Regions from separate parts of the Mus musculus genome. Here region 1 is linked to region 2. Evidence: chromatin contacts called from public Hi-C data. All regions are on one chromosome and are shown on one strand. The core of a region is the stretch at or near the end of the contact, and the rest is flanking DNA. Distances in the headings are between cores, read along the strand shown. Region 1 holds the start of Slc19a2 (solute carrier family 19 (thiamine transporter), member 2). Region 2 overlaps F5 (coagulation factor V).

The links. A called contact is a pair of places that touch in the nucleus more often than the background predicts.
Region 1: a contact with region 2 is called in a Hi-C map of liver, with 3 times the contacts expected there. The contact joins the promoter of Slc19a2 here to the enhancer-like site in region 2. A contact is called at or near these places in 8 of 39 promoter capture datasets (3T3-L1-derived adipocytes, cranial neural crest, frontonasal cranial neural crest and 4 more), 10 of 484 Hi-C or Micro-C datasets (the G1E-ER4 cell line, the HPC-7 cell line, Sertoli cells and 1 more), 4 of 115 datasets of contacts at active chromatin or transcription factors (the HPC-7 cell line, the SCID.adh cell line, embryonic stem cells and 1 more) and 2 of 9 other capture datasets (adipose tissue and pancreatic islet).

Annotation. Positions count from the first base shown.
Region 1 is chr1:164,246,233-164,252,561 of GRCm38.p6, forward strand. It overlaps Slc19a2 (solute carrier family 19 (thiamine transporter), member 2), which reads left to right and starts at 2,814. Exons shown (of 6, transcript NM_054087.3): 1 at 2,814-3,224. The coding sequence starts at 3,021.
Region 2 is chr1:164,208,320-164,214,493 of GRCm38.p6, forward strand. F5 (coagulation factor V) reads left to right here. Exons shown (of 25, transcript NM_007976.3): 20 at 618-721; 21 at 1,144-1,299; 22 at 3,429-3,573; 23 at 6,056-6,174. Among named protein-coding and RNA genes, the nearest start is that of Gm51287, 6.3 kb to the right of the region's middle. Within about 2 kb of position 2,787, at least 7 of the 459 cell types and tissues checked have an H3K27ac peak or open chromatin away from gene starts, as enhancers often do. A contact at or near this core is called in hepatocytes and liver, where this site is marked.

The DNA.
Region 1 (6,329 bases), core at 1,564-4,063, 38 kb after region 2:
ATACATATTAGCTCAACATTAGTTTCCTATTGTTGCAAGTTCACAAAGATTTACCATCTGAAAACAATTACAACAGCTTAGCTCACAGTGGAGTGTAACCAGATGGGCTTAGGTAGGTAGGATCTCTGTTTGGGATTTCATAGGCTAAATCCAAGATGTTGGCTGGACTTTCCTCTGGAGGCTCTGAGGAAGACTGCACTCCAAGGTCTCTGACGTGCTGGGTGGCGGTGGTAGTGGTAGTTTTGTGAGACAGGTTCTCACTATGTACAGTATCTGTCCCCGAACTTCCCATGTTATTCATGTTAGCTGTAAAATTGAAATCCTCCTGATTCAGTTTACCATATGGTGGACTACAGATGTGTGCTACTATTCTTAAGAATTTTAGAAGGATTCAGTTCCATGTGATCGTAGGACTGAGGTACTGGCTTCCTTGCTGTCAGCCAGGACCCACGCTCCATTGTCACAGATTGCCCTCATCTTGGTTCATAGGCAGTAAAAGGTCAAACCCTTTTGACCTTTCAAATAAACCCTTCTGGGTTCTTTTTCTGCTACCATGGAAAGAAACTCTCTGCTTACAAAGGGCCTCTGTGATTAGGCTAGCTAGATAATTCCATTTTTGTTATAAAATGTTGTGCAATCACGAGAGTATTATCTCATCAAATCCATAAGCTTTCGTGCTACACTCAAGTAGATAGAGATTATATAAGGACAAGAGTCATTTTGGTAGAATTCTGCCTACTTAGGAACCTCTTTCAGAAAAGTAAGAAGTAATTTTCTGCCCAATTCAGGAGAAACTGCTTTATATCCAGACTCATCTCGAAGATTAGAAACTTCAATATTCGATCTATAACAAGGTGATGTATAGATTCCATAGGGTTTCAAGCCTCAACAAAAGACTAGAAAGTTGATTTTAAAAGATAGACATCTCAATGCAAAGCCCTTATCAGCTTGTTGGTTCATTTGTTTTTCTTCCCTTTTCTCTACTAAAATACATGTCCGTGCAAGGCAGCCAGGAGAACTAACTGCTCCAGCTCTATCTCTATAGTTGTGAAGAGAAACTGATATGATGGTGGAAATTTAGGTGACTACACATTTAATAGACCAAACATCCTCAAGCTTTTTGGTCTCGGAGCTCTTGTCATCGAGGAGACGTTTGATTTTGGTGACTTAGAACGGTTGATATTATCAATTTAGTAAATTGAACCGAGAAAATTTGAAATATAGCACACAGGCACACTCTCTTTTAGCTTACAAACTGATATCATCACAGGTTATATAGCCTCTGGAGGCTAAAAGGAATAAAGTCTTCCTAGCCAGCCCTTCAAAAGACTCTGAAAGATGTCAACACCACACCTTGCATTTTGGCAAATTGCTCCACGCACACATTTTGTGTATTCACTCGTGCAGCTCGATTCTGCTGATATTGGGACAGAGTCAGTCTGTGAGTCCAGCAAAAAGTCATGCAGAGGGCGATGAAAGAAAGCGCTGGGGATTCCTGCCACGGTTTGCCCTTGAAAAACTTCTGACAACAACCTGCCCTCTTATTGCCTCGTTTTTCTGTTTTAGTGAAGTGTTTTAGTGAAGGATCGCTCAATGGGAACCCAGGAGGTTCGCACAGTGAGCCCTTTCAGTCCTGCCTGCCAGCCCTCAGGTGTCTAGTTGGTCCTTCTCCTTGGAGACGCAGTGACCCAGGCAGAAATGAAAGAATGAAAATTCAGATCGCCCTCACTAACAACAGCAGTCTGAGAGGTGAATCTCAAGACTGGGAGTCGCTGTGACCAGAGGTGCTGGAGAGCCAGCAGCGCATGGTCTGAGCCAGATTTTGTAGCCAAGAGTAGGAAAGGGGGAGTGCAGGCTCCCTTGGAGAAAGACGGGGTGATTAGCCTGTCTGGATGGACCGAGAAGACAGAAACCTCCCAGTGTAGGGTGGGGGTTAGCTGCTTTTACTTTTGAACCCTGTGGGTATTTCGTGAGCGGCACACTTCCTGAAACCTTGAGCCCATTTTAGGGCCTAGGTTTTTAGGGCGATTTCCTTTCCATAGGATATATTAGTTAATTGTTCTTTGTATCCTGCCAACAAAAAGTGACGAAATAAAGCAAAAGCCTCTTGCTGATTAACTCGGTCATCCTCGTTTTCTTTCTGTCTATAGTAAAAGGCCCCAAATCTCAGTTCTCAGGTCCAGCTTGTGTCTTTCTACCACATTTAAAGACAATGTTAAAAAAAAAAAAAGCAAACTAAATCAAACCCAGCAACAACAACAAAAAGCTCTTGGAGCCCAGGGATTGCATTCTCCCGCCTCAAGGTTAAAGGTTTGCAAGCCTGTGTCATCATGTGTCCCGGGCAGAGGACCAACATCAGTAGGTTGGCAGATAAGACTGAGCAGACTCGCTGCGATGAAGCACACATCCGGGGATCCCGCTCTAGGGAGCCTTCCGGACGTGTGATCGGAAAATGCCTGGTGACCGATCCGACCAGGGAGGGTGTGTAGGGTCCTCGCCACAGAGTCCAGACATGGCCCCTAAAAGTCCGATGTCCCAGAACCCCTCACGTCAGAGCCCGGGCGCGCAGCCCCAAGCGGCCTTTCTGTCTTTTGAGCCACTGGCCAATAGGGAAGCAGGGAGGTTGGCTCCGGCCGGGAGGCATTGGCGAGGAGGAGGTTCCCGGGGGCGTGGCTAGTGATCGTCTGCTGTGGGTGGGCGTGGCGTGGGGCGTGGCCAGGCGGAGGCGGGCCAGACCGGGAGGCGGACCTAGGGAAAGGGCGTTCTGCGGTCGGGGCGGGGCGTGGGGGCGGGGCCAGGCGGGGTGGCGGGCCAGACCCGGAGGCGGACTTAGGGAAAGGGCGTTCGGCTAGCGAGCTGTGGCCGCCGGCGGGCGGTGGGGACTCCAAGCACCTTGACCCTGGCGCGAGGCGGCGTCGCGCACGCTTACAGGTGCCCGCGCGGGCTCGCGGCTCGGGCGCCCTCCCGTTGGCCGAGAAGGAGGAGGGGGCCGTGTCGGCGTCCAGCCCCTCGCGCCCAGGATGGACGTGCCAGCCAGGGTGTCCAGACGAGCGGCGGCGGCGGCGGCCAGGATGCTTCTGCGTACTGCCCGCGTCCCTCGCGAGTGCTGGTTCCTGCCGACCGCGCTGCTCTGCGCCTACGGCTTCTTCGCAAACCTCCGGCCGTCGGAGCCGTTCCTCACGCCCTACCTTCTGGGACCCGACAAGAACTTGACCGAGAGACAGGTAGGCAGGAGCGGCAGGCGGGGAGGCCGAGCATGTCAGATGTTTGTGGAGGGTCTGGCGGCGGAGTCCCGGAGCGGGCTACGCAGATATCTGTTCGGATTTCTGCTCGCTTGGAAAAGTGGCCTTACTCTTTGCGTTTCTAGCACGTTCCGTGCGAGACTAAGCAAGATGGGCCGCAGCCCACGTGCATGTGTGTTTCAGGCCGTATGTGGATAACCCGGTTCTGCCCGGACAAGTCCTGTGGGAGCTGCTGGGGACCGGGGACAGTGCGTGGATAAAGAAAACAGTAAACTCGACTTTCAGTAGAATATGTACATATGAGTGTTTGTATGTATATATGGATGGATGTTATTTGGCTTTGTTTTTGTGAGAGGGTCCCCCTTTCCTTCCCCTCCTTGACTTTGTTTACCCCTGACAAGATAGATACGCGCTATTACAGAAGGACAATACAGGACAGTAGTACGCCATCCGAATATGGGTGCTTGATTAGGTAAGACTGTGTCCAAAGATTTACTGCACCCTCTGAAGTCCGTCTCTGGGATGAAAACAGACGGTGTCATATAATTGGTACTTAGCTTTTCTCGGATGGTGAAGTGTTGCTTCACCTACAGGTTTTATCCTCCGTACAGGTGTTTTTGAGGGCTGTGATGCACATGGGCCATGACCAAGAACTCCTGCGCAGACATTTATTCAAGATACAAACTTGTACGCACAGCACCACAGAAGTGCATAGTATACTTCAGAAATGTGCCTAACTCCTGTGATTAAAGCTCATTATCCCGGCACTTGGTTTTGTCAGAGGAGCTTGTAGATGGAGATTGCTGCTCCAGGACCCTTTCCTTGAGTATCCAAAAGAGTGAAAGCTCAGGTCCGATGTCTTTTCCCTACTGTCAGATGAGTGGATGCTGAATAATTGCCACCTTCTTCCTATACCCGGTTTCCTTCCTTACCGCGCTGCTTCCCTGCCCAGGTGGCTGTAGAATATGACTCCCATTTAAGCCTCCCTGTCATTTCCTGTCAGTCATCACTTCTGAGGAGCAACTAACTCAATAACTTGGCATGCCAGGTCAGAGCAAGAGGTGACACTACCAGACCCATTTCAGACTGGCAGGATATAATTACTCAGAGTCCAGTTTGTTGTGCCTTTATTCAAGGTCACCTGGGAAAGAATTGAGAGTCAGTGTGGAATCCCGGATCCACTGACATTTAGCAAGTACAGCTGACTTCTGCCGTAATGTTACACCCTGCTCCCTAGTCTTATGGATCATGTCACAGTTATTCATTATCCATGTGTATTTTGGTGCTGGTTAAAGCCAACAGTAGAAAGATAAAGCCTTCTGATTTAGAATGGTTTTTCCAAGAAGAAAATTGCTCTGTGGTTATAAGAAAGTGCGATCTTGGAGACCCAGGACAACCACTGAACCTGAGGTATAGACCCTGAGGCAGACATGACTCAGCATGTGAGCAGAGTAAGCAAGTTTGCATGCAAACTGCTGTGCGATCTGCACAGTGTATGTCCTTGCCTGACAGAAGCATGTGAGGAGAAATGTGCTCTTGGTGTTGATATTTGAAAGTTGATATGTTTTGTCAGGGGACCTGGATCAAGAGCTGCTGTGTGCTGCAGTATGGCATGCTCTGCCCTCTCAGCAGGCCTTACATATAGGGGGTATAAGAGTATAGCAGCGTGCTGGGCCCAGCAAATGCTTGTTCATTGTACGACAACACAAGGATGCTTGTCTTAGTGCCAAGTAGTCGAGGCAAGGGGATTTAAAGAGAAATCTAGTGATCTGGGATGTGGGATCTTGGAGTCTTTGCTAAAATGCTAGTGTAGCCCTTCTTTCCAGGTTGAGAATCCTACATTTAAAAACAAAACGAAAACCTAGTAGCTGAAATAGAACCACTGTTGTCCTTCACGAATGAGCACTTGCTTTCAGCAACGGACAGCTAAATAAAACATTGAATGATTTTTAAGCAAAGTAAATCCCAGGTTATAGTCAGTGACATTTGTACTGAAGTTTATATTTTTCCCTTGAAGACATCAGAAGTGCCAACCTGGGTTATCTTAAATCATGCTGAGTGCCTAAGGCTCAAGGGCAGAATTTCCCCTCTCCATTCCCATTCTAGAATTTTACCACTTTAAGATTGAGGCAGGTTCTAATTGGACTATGTCCCAATCATTAAAAGCCAAACATTAATAAAAGCTATTTACTTATTATGCTAGGAACTGAATCCAGGGCTCCTTTGGCTCCTTTTGCTATACTGCTGAGCTACATTTCCAGACTTTTTCTTTTTTAATTTTGTAGTTAGTGCAGGACCGTGTAAGTGTTTGCCATGTGTGTATGGGAGACTGTGAAGGCCAGAAGAGGAAGGATGTCAGAACCCCTTTAGCTGGAGTTATGGGTGGATATGAACCAACTGGCATAGGTGCTGAGAACTGAGCCCCGGTCCTCTGGAAGAGTAGTTGATGCTTCTAACCACTGAGCCTTAGCTAGTCTTGTTGACCATTTTTTAGGGATGTTCTTGAAAAGTTGCTCAGAGTATTCCTAAACTTATGATCTTCCTGCCTCAGCCTGTCTGGGATTACGATTGTTTATTGCTGTAGCCAACAGAATTCTTTATCTCTGAAAAGTGTTTTAACTTTTCTTGGTAGCATTCGGTTTTGATGTTTACTGCTTTTCTTTGACTTGTAAAACCATTTCACATATTCTGCTTGACACTCTGAGCCTTGGAGATTCCTTTTGCCCTTTTAGTCCATCCAGGCTTCATTCATATGACAATTCTAAATCTAGTATATTCACCAACTCACCTATGTATGGTCCAGTACTCAAAAGTATGATCTCTGCTTGAGATAATCTTTCTCTCTCTCTCTCTCTCTCTGTGTGTGTGTGTGTGTGTGTGTGTGTGTGTGTGTGTCTGTGTCTGTCTGTCTGTCTGTCTGTCTGTGGGTTCTTTTCCTATCTTCCTTATCTTTCTGGACCCACCATGTTTTCAGTTTCCATTTTAAATTCTGTGTGTGTACATGTTTCTTACTTGGCTCAGAACTCCTGGAACTAAAGGTTCATTCATTCATTCTTTTAAAATCTCAATACAGATTAAGTAGTGCTA
Region 2 (6,174 bases), core at 1,537-4,036:
TCACACGCAAAACCTCCAACAAGATTCACAGGGTTCTATCACCTAAGGAAGAGGGTCTCAATGTTTATGCTAGCCATTCATCTAGTCAAGAAACATTACGATCAAAGTATCTCTTAAAATTTTTTTCCTTCTGCCTCAAATCCCTTCCTGAGATCTAGAGGCTGTCATCAAAAGAATAATGAGGTTCCCACATATTCCTCCCAAGTCTTCCTGTTTGGTAGGCACACTCGGCAGTAGCCGTATCAACATAACTGAGAAAACACAAACATGACCTATGTGCTAGAAAGGGTGGATGATGGCTTACAACTGACTAAACATGGCCTGAAGCCAAGGTTTCATCACTGAGGACTAGCTTGGCAGCCAAAGTTCATGTCACCTGCCTGGTCTCATAACTATAGCATATAGGTCTGGTTCTCTGCTGTACTAAACTTATTTGAGAAGTTGGTAGTTTTCTATTGAGGGTGGGGAGAATTCTTCAAGCCAGACATGGTAGTATATGGTTGAGGCAGAAAAACAGTGAACTTTAGTCCTGCCTGGTCTATATATACAACAAGACTTTTTTTTTTTTCAAAAATAAATTAATTCACAAATTCCTTTTTTTCTTCTTTTGAATTTAGCTTATTGGGAGCCCAGATTAGCACGATTAAACAATGCTGGTTCATACAATGCTTGGAGTATAGAAAAAACTGCATTAGATTTTCCCATTAAACCTTGGATCCAGGTACGTCTAACTAACCTCATAATATTGGTTACGATGATGACAACACAGGTCGTGGGTTTAGTTGTTTCTTGAAATGGCAATGAAGGAAACAGCCCTGAGTAGATGTAGTTACTGTTCTCAGTGGTTGCTTTCTCATAATTGACAATGAGAGGTAGGTCAAGTAATTTTCAGTCTATGAAAGAAACCCCAGCAACAAAGGTGTCAACTGCTTTCCCAAAGTGCAGCACAGCTAGTCAGTGTCCACACTGACATTCAAGTTCAGATGTGCTTTGCTCAACTGTGGGCTGTACCTCGCCACTTAATGAATTTACTAAGACCTTGGGTATTCCCAATGCTAAAGAAAGCTGATTATAGCTTGAGTTACGGTAAGGTGTGACTCACTAACAAGGATGGTTCTGTTTACTCGCTTGACTGTGTTGCAGGTGGACATGCAGAAGGAAGTTGTAGTCACCGGGATACAAACCCAAGGTGCTAAACACTACCTAAAGTCCTGCTTTACCACGGAGTTCCAAGTGGCTTACAGCTCTGACCAAACCAACTGGCAGATCTTCAGAGGGAAGAGCGGGAAGAGCGTGATGGTTTGAGCACTCATTTCTAGCTAAATCTTAAGGCTCACGCTGGGCTTTCCATAGCAGTAGCCTTTCAAATTGCATTTCGGGGAGTTAGAAAAGTGAATGAATGGCTTTCTAAGGGTCTTAGGAAGTGAAAATGATAGTATGATGATGGGTCTGTACAATAAAAAAATCTTCAAATCTCTGCAGAACTTGAAAGGAAAAACATTGAAGCAAGTACCACTTCAAAACAGATTGGCAGCAGTATTCAGCGCAGTGTCCACCCTTGTTCAACACAGCCCCTATGCTAGGAACTGCTTGTGTCTGCAAAGGGTTTTGATTTTTCTATCACCTTTTACTTTGTTCTGTATCTCACACACCTTGATTTATGGTGATTGTGGACATCCATTGATGCTCTGAGGCACCGTCCTTCTCTGGCCACCTTAGAGGACATGCCAGAGGACTTACAGACTCCCGTCTGGTATTCCATGAGCCCAGACAAGATGCCTAGATCATTCCTCATTCCCAGGCTCCTCCCCCAAGAATAATATCCAAACACTGAGAGCCTGTCTGCCATGATTGCACAAACACCTTGAGTCTGTTTCTGTTGGTACTTTATGTAAATCAATCACTTTACCACGTGCTACTTTTTCTTTGCTGTCTTGACTGTTTCTAGTAGTGACATATTTGTAATGTAGCTTAGATAAAAATCACTAAAAAAGAAAATCCTAAATTCCGGTGCTTATCATATCAACCAGTAAGGGGAGAGAAAACTTGATAGCCATCAAAATCATGCCTTCAAGATTTTCAGATCCATATCTATGCAGGACTTCGGCATGTAGTTTGATGGTTCTGTAATTTGATTGTCTCAAGCTTTAATACCACAGTAATAGAAGACATGTAGATGCCTAGATCAATACTTCCTGTGAATCGGGAAGTATTCTTTTCTGTGTTCTGGATGTGATTTCTGAAGTCCATGAGAATAGCTTCATTCAGCAGAAATCACCCATAAAACTATCAGGACCTGAAAGGCACTTTGTGGGAAAATTTAAATTCAGTGTTTTTCATTAGCTGTTTGGAGGTTATCTGAATATCTGAATAGTCTATTTCATATTGGGTGATTTATGATACTTTGTGTGGCATTTAAAATATGAGTTGCCTTTTTTCTTTAAGTTGCTGGTCATGTGTGTAGGGTCTAATACTAGTTGTCCTCCAATCCTCCTGACATCAGAGAGTCAGAGTCTGTAGCAATGTTGCTTATGTAATCTCTGGTATCATCATTTTTCTCTTTTACTTTTAGATCAGGCCTGCTGCAGACTTGTCCATTTGTTTTCCCATCATTTCCAAGTGCCAATTCCTTTATTAAATTTTCTTCTGTGGCTTCAATTGTGCTCTGTCTTGCAGATCTACTCTTTGCTTCTGTTTTAAATGGACGTTTTACGATACTTCTCTGTGAGAGAAAGGGGGTGGGGCACAGCCTGATGACCGCCAGGTAGAGGTCAGAGTCCAGGCTCTCCCTGGACACCTTAGGAGGCATTGCTTCCCTTGGCTGCTGAGTAGATATAGAGTTCCACACTGGTTTCTCCTGACACAGCTGAGGGCTTCTTATTGGGAAGAGTCTGGAGCTCCTAGGATGGTTCTTGTACCACTTTTGTCCCAGGAGCCTCAAAGTCTAACCCTTTCATTATCGCCATTGCCTCTATGCTTGGCTTGTATCTGGGTGTTTGTTTTCCTGTGATAGTTGGATGGTTTACAACAGTTATCTAAGGAGAGTTGTGGGGTTTTTTTTCACCTATAAGACTGGAACATACAAAGTAAGCAAAAAGCCCCCCCTTGGGGGGCGGGGGGGGCAACACCATGTTATTCTTTGATTCCTGAGAGGCTTGGGTAGTCTGTTTTCTTCATGCCCTCTTTCCATCTTTCTTTTCTTCTTTTATGCATAGTCCCAAGTTTCTACATAACAGGAGGAAGGACAGGAAAAAGAGCATCAGCAATAGCTTCCTCGAAGTAGACATATCCACAATTAGTTTTTCAAACCAAATTAAATTGATCCCATTTCTATAAAGGAACCTTACAAAACTTGTTAGATGGGACTTTAAAAAAAATATGGTCAGTGTTTAGAGAATTGTTATTAATGGTTTTCTCTCTCCCTCTAGTATTTTACTGGTAATTCAGATGGCTCTACAATAAAAGAGAATCGACTTGACCCACCCATTGTGGCTAGATACATTAGGATACACCCAACAAAATCCTATAATAGACCCACCCTTCGGCTGGAGCTGCAGGGCTGTGAGGTGAACGGTAAGGGGCAAGAAGTACCACCTTCCCACGGACACTCTAGACTCAAGATTCGGGTGGTGTGGGAGAGGAGCATTCTTAGATAACTTCAGTGCCTTAGGCTCCAGAAGAACCTTTGCAAGACAAATTCCAGTAGGGAATACTCTCAGTGTGATCTAAATGGAGGCAGAGCCTGGTTCTAGTAGTCCAGGGGGTAGGGTGGGGGCAGCACCTCACTCCTCACTGCATGGTGTGAGCGTCATGGACACTGTCTGGTCAGCCCATTTTCAGTGAGAGCCACCTGACTCTCCGTCACTGTCATTTTTTTTTTTTTTTTTTTTTTTTTGGTGATCAGTGATCGATCAGTGATCGTTTTTTTTTTTTTTAATCTGAACCTGGCTTTCAACTTCTGAAAACCATGTGTGTGCTCTGTGCTCTGTTTTGGACTCGTGTGAGAACCTGAGTCTTCCTAAGCATCTACTTTTTTTTCAGGGGATGAAATTTGTCTTGTGATCTAATAAATCTAGGTCATAATAACAGTCATAATAGTCCACTGACTAGTCTCTGATTTTTTTAAAACAAGGCTTTCCAGGATTGTTTTAATAATTTGCTTATTTTTTATTTTATGCACATTGATGTTTTGGCTGCATATGTGTCTGTGTGAAGGTGTTGGATCCTGGAGTTACAGACGGTAGTAAGCTGCCTTGCGTGTGCTGGGAATCGAACGCAGGTCTTCTGAAAGAACACTCAGTGCTCTTAACTGCTGAGCTATCTCTCCAGATGATCTTTCCAGCATTTTTAACTTTCAGGAACATGCAGGAAATACTGTCATCGTCCAGGCATTCTGGGGTAAAAGACAAAAATACCCAGGCCTCAGGTGACTGCTAAAGACAGGACTAGGTGAGGGATGAAGAGTCACACACGGTGTGTCATGCCCTGGGAAGCTCTCTCATCTTCCCCTGAGGTAGGGGAGAAAGGCCCAACTCACGTGAAGCGAGTATCTGAACTTTGGAATCAACTTCTTACCAAAGCAGATAGTGCTGCATGTGACATTTGTAAGAGCTATGCACAGGGAGGGACGCTTGCCCGTATCTGGATATCAGCAGTGTAGAAAACCACCCATACAGAATGCAAATGTTGTATAGGCGGGATTATCCTGTGAAGCAGATCTGTAAGTCATTGGGGCGGGGGGGGGGGGTAATTCCCATAATCACAGTGTCCGTGGTAGCTTTGGTCAATCATGTAGTCTAACAAATCTAAAATGTGAGGTGAGGTTCTGTTAATTTACTAAAAATATTCCTTTTCTACAGAAGGAGCATGGCATTTTTCTCTTCGCTTTTTGGAACTTACATAGCAAGCAGTGAATGTTTCTTTCAGGATTTTTTTTTCTTTTTTTGACATAGAGAAAGCAAGCTATTGCTTCAAGAAAATGTCTGTGGTTTTGTGTTGTTCCCCCAAGGAAAAACATAGTACCACTAAGACAGTCAGCTGCCTTCACTCACTAGCTAGGTTTCCTATGCCAATAGTTCGTCTTTGCTTCCCTAGAACGCTCAAAAGTATGCCCAGGCAAAGTTCTAAAGAGTGTATGTGTTCAAAATGTTGAAAGTGAAAATAGAAAAGGTGCCTACCAAAGCCCCACTACATCTCCATGGCTTCTGTTGGCAGAAACTTTCCTTTCAGTACAGCCATGCATTGCTGCACCACAGGAATCCTTTCTTAGAACTGCATCTTTAGGCCATTTTGTGTTTTACTGTGCAAACATCATAGATTGTGTTTACCCAGTACCGGCCAGTCACCCAATGTGGTCTTGATACAATCAAGAGACAGAGCAAGTGAGCATAACACTACACTGTTTCACAGTGTTCAAAAATAACGATAAGAAGTATAGCCAATACACAAAGCAGTTACGTTGGGGTTTATTATTGAATATTATGAATTGTACATAACTGTGTGCACTGTACTACACATGTCTTAGCACAGTAGGTTGATTTATACAGACACCATCACAAACACAGAGGCTATATATTACTTATGACAACTATGATGTCACAACAGCTCCATAGCCTAATGGGACCACTAGGATTTGTGTACTCTGTTATTAACAGAAATGACATTATATGCTGCATGGTGGTACGTATTGTTCAGAACCAGCATCTATCTCAAAGCAAAGACTTGAGACTCTACGGCTGTCTGAAGAAGGGAGAACCCACACTTAAATACTGTGTTGAGTGGGACACTGGCTGTCAGTTCAGTTTCCTCTTCTTCTGACAGTTTTGTCATGTTCTTGTATCTTGCTGTATTCTGTGTCCACTTCTGTCATGGGTGTATGAGCATTGAATAATATATTAGTAGCATCAGAGTGGTATTTGCACTTGAATTGAATAAATTGTTCTTTGTTTTGCTGTTTCCTGGAAGTGATAATTTTTTTTGGGTCTTCTGTGTTGCAAAATGCAGCGCAGGGATCATTAGTGCTGTGTAATTAATCATATTACTTTCCTCTTGACAGGATGTTCCACACCACTGGGCCTGGAAGATGGACGGATTCAAGACAAGCAAATTACTGCATCTTCATTTAAAAAGTCGTGGTGGGGAGACTACTGGGAGCCCTCCCTTGCCCGCCTGAAC